2 separate regions of the Danio rerio genome follow, and region 2 is linked to region 1. A link is a contact called in public Hi-C data. All regions are on one chromosome and are shown on one strand. Each heading gives the region's core, a stretch centred on a gene start, on an enhancer-like site or on the middle of the called end of the contact. The rest is flanking DNA. Distances are from core to core; before and after follow the strand shown. Region 1 has its middle 34 kb from the start of rap1gapa. Region 2 overlaps rap1gapa (RAP1 GTPase activating protein a).

Evidence for each region. Hi-C and Micro-C count contacts between places; a contact is called where the count stands out from the background.
Region 2: a Hi-C map of embryo shows a contact between it and region 1, with 1.9 times the contacts expected there. The contact joins two enhancer-like sites. A contact is called at or near these places in 3 of 18 Hi-C or Micro-C datasets (caudal fin, embryo and an unstated tissue) and 1 of 4 datasets of contacts at active chromatin or transcription factors (caudal fin).

What each region holds. Positions count from the first base shown.
Region 1 is chr23:25,213,477-25,218,717 of GRCz12tu, reverse strand. No RefSeq gene overlaps it. Among named protein-coding and RNA genes, the nearest start is that of rap1gapa, 34 kb to the left of the region's middle. Within about 2 kb of position 3,112, at least 13 of the 62 cell types and tissues checked have an H3K27ac peak or open chromatin away from gene starts, as enhancers often do.
Region 2 is chr23:25,347,692-25,353,327 of GRCz12tu, reverse strand. rap1gapa (RAP1 GTPase activating protein a) reads right to left here. Exons shown (of 24, transcript NM_001123053.1): 17 at 4,562-4,639; 18 at 1,324-1,433. Among named protein-coding and RNA genes, the nearest start is that of rap1gapa, 100 kb to the right of the region's middle. Within about 2 kb of position 1,722, at least 3 of the 62 cell types and tissues checked have an H3K27ac peak or open chromatin away from gene starts, as enhancers often do.

The DNA of each region.
Region 1 (5,241 bases), core at 1,863-4,362:
AAAATGCGCATGAAAATGACCTGCAGTTAATTGTTCAAGCCCTACCCTCCAAAGTGAAAGCTACAAAGGGATGGAAGTAGGGGACACTCTGCACCTTGTGTTATAATGATAGAATTTTTATTGTGCAAATATTAAAACAAACATTGTCCATGCATTTACTCTTTGAAATCCTTAAATAGAAAAGGCCCTTTAAAGTAACAATTTTTGAAATCTTTAAACAGGAACAAGTGGTCTATATACAGTAGTAGCCATTATTCTGTTCATTTTGAAGTGACTACAATTTGGAAATCAGGGGAAGGGTTTGGAACAGAGATGACTATGGCTTTAATATCTGGGCTGGAAACCTAAGTCACTATTAATGATGTCCCTGAGAATTGATAAAGGACAGAGAAGTGTAATTTGGATAAAAGCATCTTCCAAAAAGTAGCTGTAAATGTTACTGCCCTCAATGACAAACGCATTAAGATCTCAAAGCTACATCATACTGTGTTAGACTTGTAAACAGGTGAATTTTCACAAGGTCATGTAAACACCAATCACACGCAAGCAAATCTGTTGACTTGTTACATACACCTGAAGCAATTTTTGATAATGACTTTTAGATTTCACAATCTTCAAGACCAAGCAAATGTCAAAACGCATCCTGAGACAATCTACAGAGTGTAATGAGAAACCGGATCGATATGGATAATTTCCTTCTATCAACAAAGTCAGTGAAGCAAGCTCTTAAAAGTACACACTGCCCTTTATTGCACTGCATACATCACCAGTCACCACTCTTTATTATTTTTACAAAATGCTGAACATATCACAAATTATCAACATATTTAACTTTATTTTATTTTCTGCACAAAAATATTTATATTTTTTTACCATGAAACAACACCTACCAATTGTAACATAGTGCATCAATATTTTATTTACGAGGGACATATTTTGAACAAGAAGAATTCAATGGCATAAAAGACTCCATATAAAGATCGCAACACAGCCCTAAAATCCTAATTTATTGTCTTTTTTAAATTTTCAAGTTAAACGTTATGAATTTAAAATGTTCTGCTTTGATTTAAGACATTTTAAGGCTTTTGAATGTTAAGGGTGAAGTAAAAGGATAGTTCACTCAAAAATAAACATTTACTTACTGCTTACACACTCTCAAATGGTTTCAAACTTTTGTAAATTTATTTTTCTGTTGAACAAAAAAAAAGTAATTATTTTGACGAAAGCTGAAAACTTGCAACCATTAACAAAAATACTATGGACGTCAATGGTTACAGGTTTTAAGCTTTCCTCAAAATAACAGTTGTGTCTAACAGAAGAAAGAAACTCAAATAGGTTTGGAACAGTTAAGTAAATAATGATTTTTTTTTTTCATTTTGGGTGAACTATCACTTTAATTATGAACAATATTCTTTGCCAAAAAAAAAGTTTAAAAAGACTTTCAAAATCTTAAAGGGATAGTCTCTCAGACTTTGAAAGTCTTTTTAAACTTTTATTTTGACAAAGAATGTCACCTGGGCGCAAAGTACTTTTCCAAAGTAATCCAGTGGGATTTTGCATTACGAATTGGAACAAATCTTAGAAAAGTGTATTTTCTTTTTGTATTAAGATCAGACCATGTAATCCAATCTTACATTTGATTTGGATCAAACCTTCCCTTTGGGTTATTCAAAATGTTGAACTCAGATTGGGATCCATTCGATCAAAAACTATCCTGATCACATCAGAAGGGTGGATTAAGATTTAATTTTTTAAATGAATGTTCACAAACCTCATAGTTACTGATGATATATAAAAATTTGTAATAATTGAAGCCTATATGAAGCATGTCATATCTAATGAGATTTGGTAAATAACAACAACAAAACAATATCAAAGCAGTATTATATTAGATCAAACTAAAAAATGTTGGTAACACCTCATTTTGATGGTCCATTTGAGTATTAGTAGACTGTCTGCTTAATATTTGTTCATGCTGCTCCTTTAACGGACATTTAACTGACTATAAGAAGCTTTGCAAGTACATTTGGTAATCCAAAAATTTGGTATTTAGATCACAGTAATCCAACCCAATGTTCCTTTAAAAAAAACTGTTATAAACGTAAAATAGATTAGTTAATCCTGGATAGCGAAACATGGGATTTCCAAATCAGGACCAATCTGATCCAGATTAAATTATTTGTAAAAACTGGGACCTGACAACACAATTTACATTTCTTCACAAAACAATGTTCAAGCATTTAAGCACACCTTAATCACTTATGAAAAAAAAACTCAGTCAGATGTATCCAAACCCAGAAATGCATCTACAGTGTTTAAATCCAGATCTTGCAAGACAGGTAAAGTGTCCTCTTCAGCATTCCAGTGATCAAATCAGCCATGCATGCACAGATAACACCCGTCCTTCACAACACACAAGTGAAATATGGCAGCCTTGCACCTGTTGAGCAGACCAGATCCTTTAACACGCAGAGGAATCTCCCTCGCTGGAGCCGGTAGCCATTCAGACAAACACAACCCCAGCAAAAAATCCTGAATCAACAGATCACTTTAAAAGGGCTTAATCGAATCCTCAGAGTAAACAGCTTGTGATTCTGTTAACCTCTCTGGCCCGCTTTACAGACTCAGAGCTTCACATGTGTGTCTGCTTCAGTCAACCGCAGTGTCTAATTCAATCCAATCTCAATTACCTTCTCCGCTGTAATGGCCTTTAATTACAGGGCTTACTTGCAGGAGAAGCAGTTCGCCCGAGCCACAGTCCTGTTATTCAAAAATACAACCCAGCGATGAAATCAGGTCTGCTCGTATGTGATAACACCGCCTTTACTATGCATTACCTTTCCAACACAGTGTTACCATATCACCCTTCCACAGTGGCTGATATCCCCACACATTATTTACAATCACACTTCAAGGCACACAATGAGGAATGTGAAATATTATTGGCAAACAGCGTGTGTCTTACCCGCCGTACGCTCCAAAAGTGAAACTCCTCTTTCTCTGCGGCATCTTGGATGGTGGAGAGGAAAACAGAGACAAACTCTAGAGGCTCCAGCACTGCCTCAGTCTCCCTGGACTGACTGCCTCTGTGTGTCTGTGTATGTGTGTGTGTGTTTTGGTGTGTAACTGTACACATGCAGCACGCTGTCCTTCTTTCCACTCCTCTAGCTCTCTCTCTCTCTCTCTCTCTCTCTCTCTCTCTCTCTCTCTCTCTCTCTCTCTCTTTCTCTCTCTCTCCCTTACACCTCCTTATCAAATAAGGACTGAGCAAGGCTGGATATGTCCACTTTCAGTCTCTCTGGTAACTGGCCCCTACTTGTCATTCATATATACTTTTATTGCTACTGTAAACAGGCAGAACTGGAGCAGAATTGAGTGTGTTCATAATGCACTCTAAGAGGTGTAGGTCTAATATACTACTAATAATATTGCCAAAGCAATCCTAAATGAATGGGGGACAGGGCCCCTAGTTTGGGCATCTTAGGTTTAAATGAATAGTATTTTATTTAATAATTTTTTTACATAAAAAAAAATAAAAAAAATGTGTTTTAACTCAAATTTGGATGGACAAAATAGAGAAAACCAGTTAGTTTAGTTAGTTATAAATTTTACCATATATATTTTTATATATAAAACTATAAATATTGAAGCCAGTATTTACATAGGAAAAAGAGTCTCAAAATCTAGATTTATTTTATGGCCTTATATTGAGCAGGTCTAACTAAATATCTGAATTGTGAGAGAAAATCTCTAAATTCTGAGTAGGCCCGCACAAATTCTGCGCACGCAGAAATCGACAGATTTTTAGCCCATTATTGATTCTATTTGTTTACTTGTGTAAACGTGTGTAAATTTATATTTATTCGGTTATTAAAATAGTTTTAGTAATATTGTTGACCAATTTGAAAATGCTCATATAATTTATTTACAATACAGTTTGTAAAGTAATATTTTCTGTTTTTTAGTAAATATATATGATACATGCTTTGTTCACCAAAAGAAATTGCATTCTCAACATTAAATAAAAGTTTAAAAGGTATTCTTTTTTATTTTACATATTAAGTTTTTAGTTACAATACTCCTGAAATCATTTAGCATAAAACCATAGATTTTTAAAATAAATTCTGCGCAGAAATAGCAAAAAAATGTCCACAGATTCTGTCTGGCCCTAATTATGAATTAAAAAGAAATATGGTATATAAAACATTTAGATTATTCCATGGAGTAATTAAAAAATTGAAGCTAGATTTTATAAGCTATTTATATTTTATTTGATTAATTCTTATTCTTATCTAAGACCAAAGGCTAGAGGTGGGACTATCAGTTTGACTAACAAATTTCAGATGTGGGGTGTGCTTAGGAAACCAGTTCCAAATAGCAAACATAGCCACAGCCATATCACCCTGCAGCCCAAGACCGGTAACTGAAGCTAAGCAGGGCTGAGCCTGGTCAGTACCTGGATGGGAGTACACAAGGGGAAAACTAGGCTGCTGTTGGAGATGGTGTTAGTGAGACCAGCAGGGGGTGCTCAACCTTCAGGCTGTGTGAGTCCTAATGCCCCAGTAAGGTAAAGAAGACACTATACTGTCAGTGAGCGCCAGCTTTCAGCTAAGACGTTAAACCAAGAACCTGCCGTACTGTGATCATTAATAATCCTATGGCACTTCTGATAAAAAGTAGGGGTGTAACCCTCGTGTCCTGGCCAAATTCCCTCAATTGACCCTTAGCCATCACGGCCTCCCAATCATCCCCATCCCCCAAATTTGCTTTATCAATGTCTCTCCACTACACCAATAGCTGGTGTGAGGTGAGCGCACCAGCGCTGTTGTCCTGTTGCTGCCACTGCATCATTCATGTGGATGCTGCACACTAGTGGTGGTGTGGAGAGACCCCCCGCATGATTGTGACAACCCAGCGTCATTCGAAAAACATAGTCCCGTGGACGTTTTTGGAGACCGCAAAATATGTCCTGGTAGGTACGTATTTTTGCAGTTTTTATTTTCGCGAATCCACGAGAGGCCGCTGTGTGTGCTTTTTCGCATCTCAAATGTCTCTCATGGGTGCCGTTCGCGCCCGTGCTGTTTTCGTGTAAACCCGCCAGAAGCAGCTGTCAAACGACTATCTGACTGACTGAATGATTGACTGGGCGACCGACCAATTGGCTGACCCACCCTCCTCCTCCTTCCCTAAATCTAACCAATTTTACCGATTGACCCACCCGCTTACTTCCCTAAACCCAGC
Region 2 (5,636 bases), core at 473-2,972, 140 kb before region 1:
TTTTCATCGATGGATTTGATCTTCAGTGTTTGGACTTCCAGCAGTGAAATTTACCCAAACTGAACTGAACTAAACGGAACTTCAACTCTGAAAACTGGACTGACACATTTTTTAGATATATATTAAAACTTTGTTAAGCTGCTTTGACACAATCTACATTGTAAAAGTGCTATAGAAATAAACATTAATTAAATAAATCACAGAACCCCATGGTGCATACCTCGCATTCCCAAATTATTCATCCTGAGCTCTTCTGCAAGACTCCACATTTGTTAAACTCCTGCCCCTGGCCTTACACCACTTCCACAGTTCTCATCCCTGCCCACACTTATCACAGCTGCCAAACTGACCAGTCATAGATCTTGAGATCTTGCCATTCAACGAGAAGTTTAATCTGGCCCTAAAGGGATAGTTCAGCCAAAAAATATTTTTTACTTAATGTTAACTCCAAACCACTTTGGAACCATTTGAGATATTTTGAGGAAAGCCAAATTCCAGTAACCATTAACTTCCATAGTATGAAATACTAATACTATGGAATTAAATGGTTGATTCAAGCTTATTTCAAAAGATCTTCCTTTGTTTGTAACAAAAGAAACAAGTTCAGAACAAGTAAAGGATGATCATTTAATTGTAGTGTTTCAATTTTGACTGAACTCTCCCATTAAATCTGCTTGATTTAGGCCTGTAGCAGGCCACTTTCCTAAGTGATACAGTATTTAAATAAAAGTGATATGACTACACTGAATTGCAATGCCTGTGCAAGCATCTACATTGCTATATATATTTTTTTTTAATTGCCTTTTTTTCCCACTACAGTTTATTTCATTATGAGTATATTGGGGTCTTTAAGTGTCTTTAGATCTGGTGTCCAAAAGTCGGTCCTGGAGGGCCGATGTCCTGCTGAGTTTAGCTCCAACTTGCCTCAACACACTTGCAAGGGTGAATCTACAAAGCCTAGCAAGAGCTTGATTGGCTAGCCCTGGTGTGTTTGGTTGTAACTGGAACTAAACTTTGCAGGAAACCAGCCCTCCAGGACCAAGTTTGGGCATCCCTGTTCTAGATTATGGGTTTTAAATTCGATTCCTGGAGGGCCGCAGCTCTGTACAGTTTTACTCCAACTTTAACCAAACACAGCTGATCCAACTAATCAAGGTGTTCAAGACTAGAGACTATTAAGCAGGTGTCAGCTGCAGGTGGTTGGAGCTAAAATCTGCAGAGCTGTGGTCCTACAGGAATTGCGTTTGAGACCATTGATCTAGATCTTAAGTGACAGTGGAATTTTAGTGCATTTGCATCCCCTGAGTTTCCTCCTCCTCTTACCTCTTCTCCTGGACCTCCTGGATGTTCTCAATGCCGATAGCACTGCTACGCCGAGAACTGAAAGGTCCTGACTTTTTCCTGGTTGGGCTTTTTCCGGGAATAATCAAAGACTGCAGGAGGAAAAAAGAAGGTCAGTGAGCTCAGGATACAAACTTATGGATACTGTGAGGGTCACTGTGAGGTCTCGAAAGAGAAACCCTGTATAGGTCAGGTCTATATTACCGCACTCGCAATCATAGTCTGTTATTTCTTCTATCTGTGCTGCACTCCAGTGTTTTGGAGAACAAAAGACGTTGTTTCGTAACTTGACTGTCAGGGTGAATGTGAAGTGTGTGTTTGAGGGTTTGGGCCTGAACAGAGAGAGATGAAAGATGGACGCGGGATCTCCTGAGCTTCACGGACCGGCTGTGCTCTCGCCGGGGACACTTTGTTCTCTTCAAGGCTCAGCGCTGGGACTTTTACAACCACTGCTTTATGACTTCAAATGAAAGGCCTTCAAAAAAGGCTTTTATCTAAAACGGCTTCAAAGGCTTCGGAAAGACTCTGTTGAGTTTTTTTTTCTTTTGTGTTTCTACGCTTTTAGCTTGCTAAGAGTGTACAATTATCAGACGAGGGGATAGAAATACATAGTACATGACAAGAAGTGACATAGGACATTAAAAAAACAGAGCGGGGTGAATACATTTAATGCAGGAAGTTATGCTGGAGGGGAGCTATGATGAAATTGGTAAACAATAAACACTGAAATACTGAATATAGATGCACATAAGGGCTTGAATGTAAATATAACCCATAATATTATGCATTAAAAAAAATTATGTAAGCCAAATAAATATGCAATATACTGACTGACAAAATGCTTACTTTCAGTGGCTTACAGTAGAGATGTAGCGTGATTGGGTTATGACTGGATAATATGGTATGGGGTAACTTAAAATGAGGGATGCACGGTTCCTTTTGGGTTATCTGTAGTATTTAATTTATTTAATATATTTTTTAAGAGTATATTGTTAATGATCCATATTGGTCAAAATTCAATTATGAATGCATGTTTCCCCTTCTTTTACATTTCATAAACACACATTTAAATTGTTCATAATTAAATTAAACAATAATAATAATAATAGACACAATAATACCATTTTAACACTGTAAATGTAATGCTTGGTAAATCACAACATCCATTTTCATATAATTGTGTTATTGTCGACAGTCTCAGAAATAAAAGTGCAGTATGAGAGCTGTCACTGGGGTGGTACCTTTTCAAAAGGAACACATTTGTACTTAAACGGTCCATATTGGTGCCCCAAAGATATATAGTAGTAGCTAAAAATTCCAAGAGGACACTTGAGATATTAATAAGGACCCTTTAGTTACTTTTGAAAAGGTACCACCCCAGCAACAGCTCTTGTACCATTATTTTTGACAGTGTAAATTCACTTTTACACCAATATGGACCCTTTCAGTACAAATGTGTTCCTTTTGAAAAGATACCACCCCAATGACAGCTCTCAGTACCTTTATTTCTGAGAGTGTAGACAATAACACAATTATGTGAAAATGGATGTTACCTTTGTGATTCACCAAGCATTAAATTTACATTGTTAAAATTATATTATTGTGTTAATTATTGTTATTATTATTATTATCATTCAGCTTTTTATGATGTAAAAGAAGGGAAAACATGCATTCATAATTTAATTTTGACAATGTAAATTCACTTTTAGCTAATAAAAATGCTGATTTCATTTGATTATTTTTTTTGTAATATATTATTAATAACTGCTTTTAGAAGTTATATTCTGAATACTCATTTCCTCTACTTTTACATTTAACTTTGCTGCTATGTTAAGCTCAGTTAAAATCTTTAACATACTAATATTGATTAAAAATACTATGTTCATTAGTTTAAAAATATTTACCCTTACAAAAACACAAAATTTATTTTATATATTATATATATTTTTTATTATTTATTGGTTATCTGACATGATAGTAAATCTCAATTAATGAGAGATTGTCCAGATCAACTTTGCATCACTTAAATCTTAATAATCTCACTAATCTTACTTATTAAGTATAATCTCTAATAAATATTTATTAAATTCTTATATTTAATTTAATATAGTTATTTATTTAACCCAATAATTAAGTTAAATTAGTTGGTGCTTTGTTGGGTTATTGTTATCCTTTATTGGGTCATTTATTTAATAATTCAACCAGTTAAAATTTTTGAGTTTCAACAGTCTGATTTAGAACTGATTTAACTGACACAGAACAGCTGTATTAAAGTGCGTACGTAATGTGTTGTTTTTGCCCTATAGAATTTATTTAAGCTCTAACGCAATAATGTTGTTTTTTTTAAATCAAATTACCTCTCCATGTCATGTGTTTTTAATCCGTACACCAGCACTATAAATTGATGATACAAACTCACACTTCCTAGTCGATCTATATTAAACCAATAAAAACACTTAAGTGTCTAGAACTTAATAAAGCATTTTCAATAGTTTTGAAAACCTTATGTTATGTATTTACACAGCCATACTTATAAAATTAATAGTACTACTAGTAATAGTAGCAATAGTAATACCAGAATGGAAAAAATATATATTTAATCAAAATAACCCAATGCATTTTGTTAAAATATACCATAGTTGGGAAGGTGCTACAGTTGGGTTATTTGTTGGGGTATTTTTAACCTAAGTATTTTAACTGAGTTATGTATTATTTAATAACACAATTGTTTTAAAAGTACTTACAAATATACAAATTAAAAAGATGTCATTGATTAAAATGACAGGCAAACAGAAGGTCTATGATAATATTGAATTAAAAACAATTACGCCTGTAAAAGGCTGTTCAGATTAGAAATATATTTTTTCACACACTGCTATAAATCTCTGTATTTTCAAACAATTTACAGTGTACAAACTCTAATACAACAACAACAACAATAATAATAATAGTAATAATAATAAAACCAATTAAAACAGAAGCCCATTTATCATTAACAGCCTTGTTTTAATTTTTATTGAACTAAATCTGCAATCTTTGTTAACTATGACATTTCATAATCCAATGATTTATAATATTAATGTTTTGAATTATAGTGAGTAGAGTTAAAGGGCCGTTAGTTAATTTAATGGCTATTGTATATTGTATAAGTGATGTGCAGCTCATGCAGTGAGAAACAAGTAATGCAGATGAGAGAGGAGTGAGAGAGTTATACATGAACCTCTTCTATGGTTCCTATTCCTATGGCACTGCCACGCCGTCCATATTTACTGGGACTTTTGCCTGGGACAAGCAATGACTGCACAGAGCCCAACAGAGAAAGAGAGAGAAAACCAGAGAAGTCATGAGTCCATGCAGCAGGTTATGCGTTTTACAAACAGTCATCAAAGCACAAACAGAAAGAAAAAAACAACAACAACAAAACACCACAGATCGAGTAGCCAACAGGTGGAGAAACAGGCCAGAGGAACCACAGCAGGTATGGCGAGCTGTGAGGGACAAGAAAAGCTGAAGGAGGAGCATATACAACAGCACATCGCCAGAAGACAACGGGACACTTCAACAGCATTTAACAGTTAGTCAGGTTAACAACATTTGACAGGTTAATCAGACACAGGAAATTCATATGCATCAGGGTGTTACATGAACATTTAGGAGATGTAGACATGAGCCAGTATAAGATTCTGATGGTATGATAACCTTGGATAAAAATATCACGGTTTCATAGTATTGTGATTACTGCAACAAATTTTTTGCTTTTTAAATGTCTGGGTAAAAATGTTTAATTTTTTTCCCCGTTGAACACAATATATTTCATTTTGAGAAATATTTTTTTTATATTTTAAAGCAGTAAACATGTCAGGCTAAATAATTCAAATAAATTACTTACGACTTCTGTTGTCATCATTTGTTTCAAAAACACAGATTTCTTTACGATTTAAAATGGCATCTTTGAATATTTTTTCTGCTAGAGATATGATTGTACTAATAAAAAAAATCTAAATAAAAAACATTTTATCGTAAAAAAACAACAACACACACACACACACCATAGAAACGGTGTAGCAGAAAATTAAGGGGATTTTAAAACCTTGACTTTACCAAACAGTTTTTTGTGTGTGTGTGTTTGTGTGTGTGTGTGTGTGAATCCTTATACTCCGATAATCAATAAATAAATTATTGAAGAAAAAAAAATCTATTTAAATGTATTAATTTGGGATTTTTTAAATTCATTAAGGAGTTTCAGATAATCAAAAAAAAAATAATGAATCAAATAAAAATATAATAAAACTAAT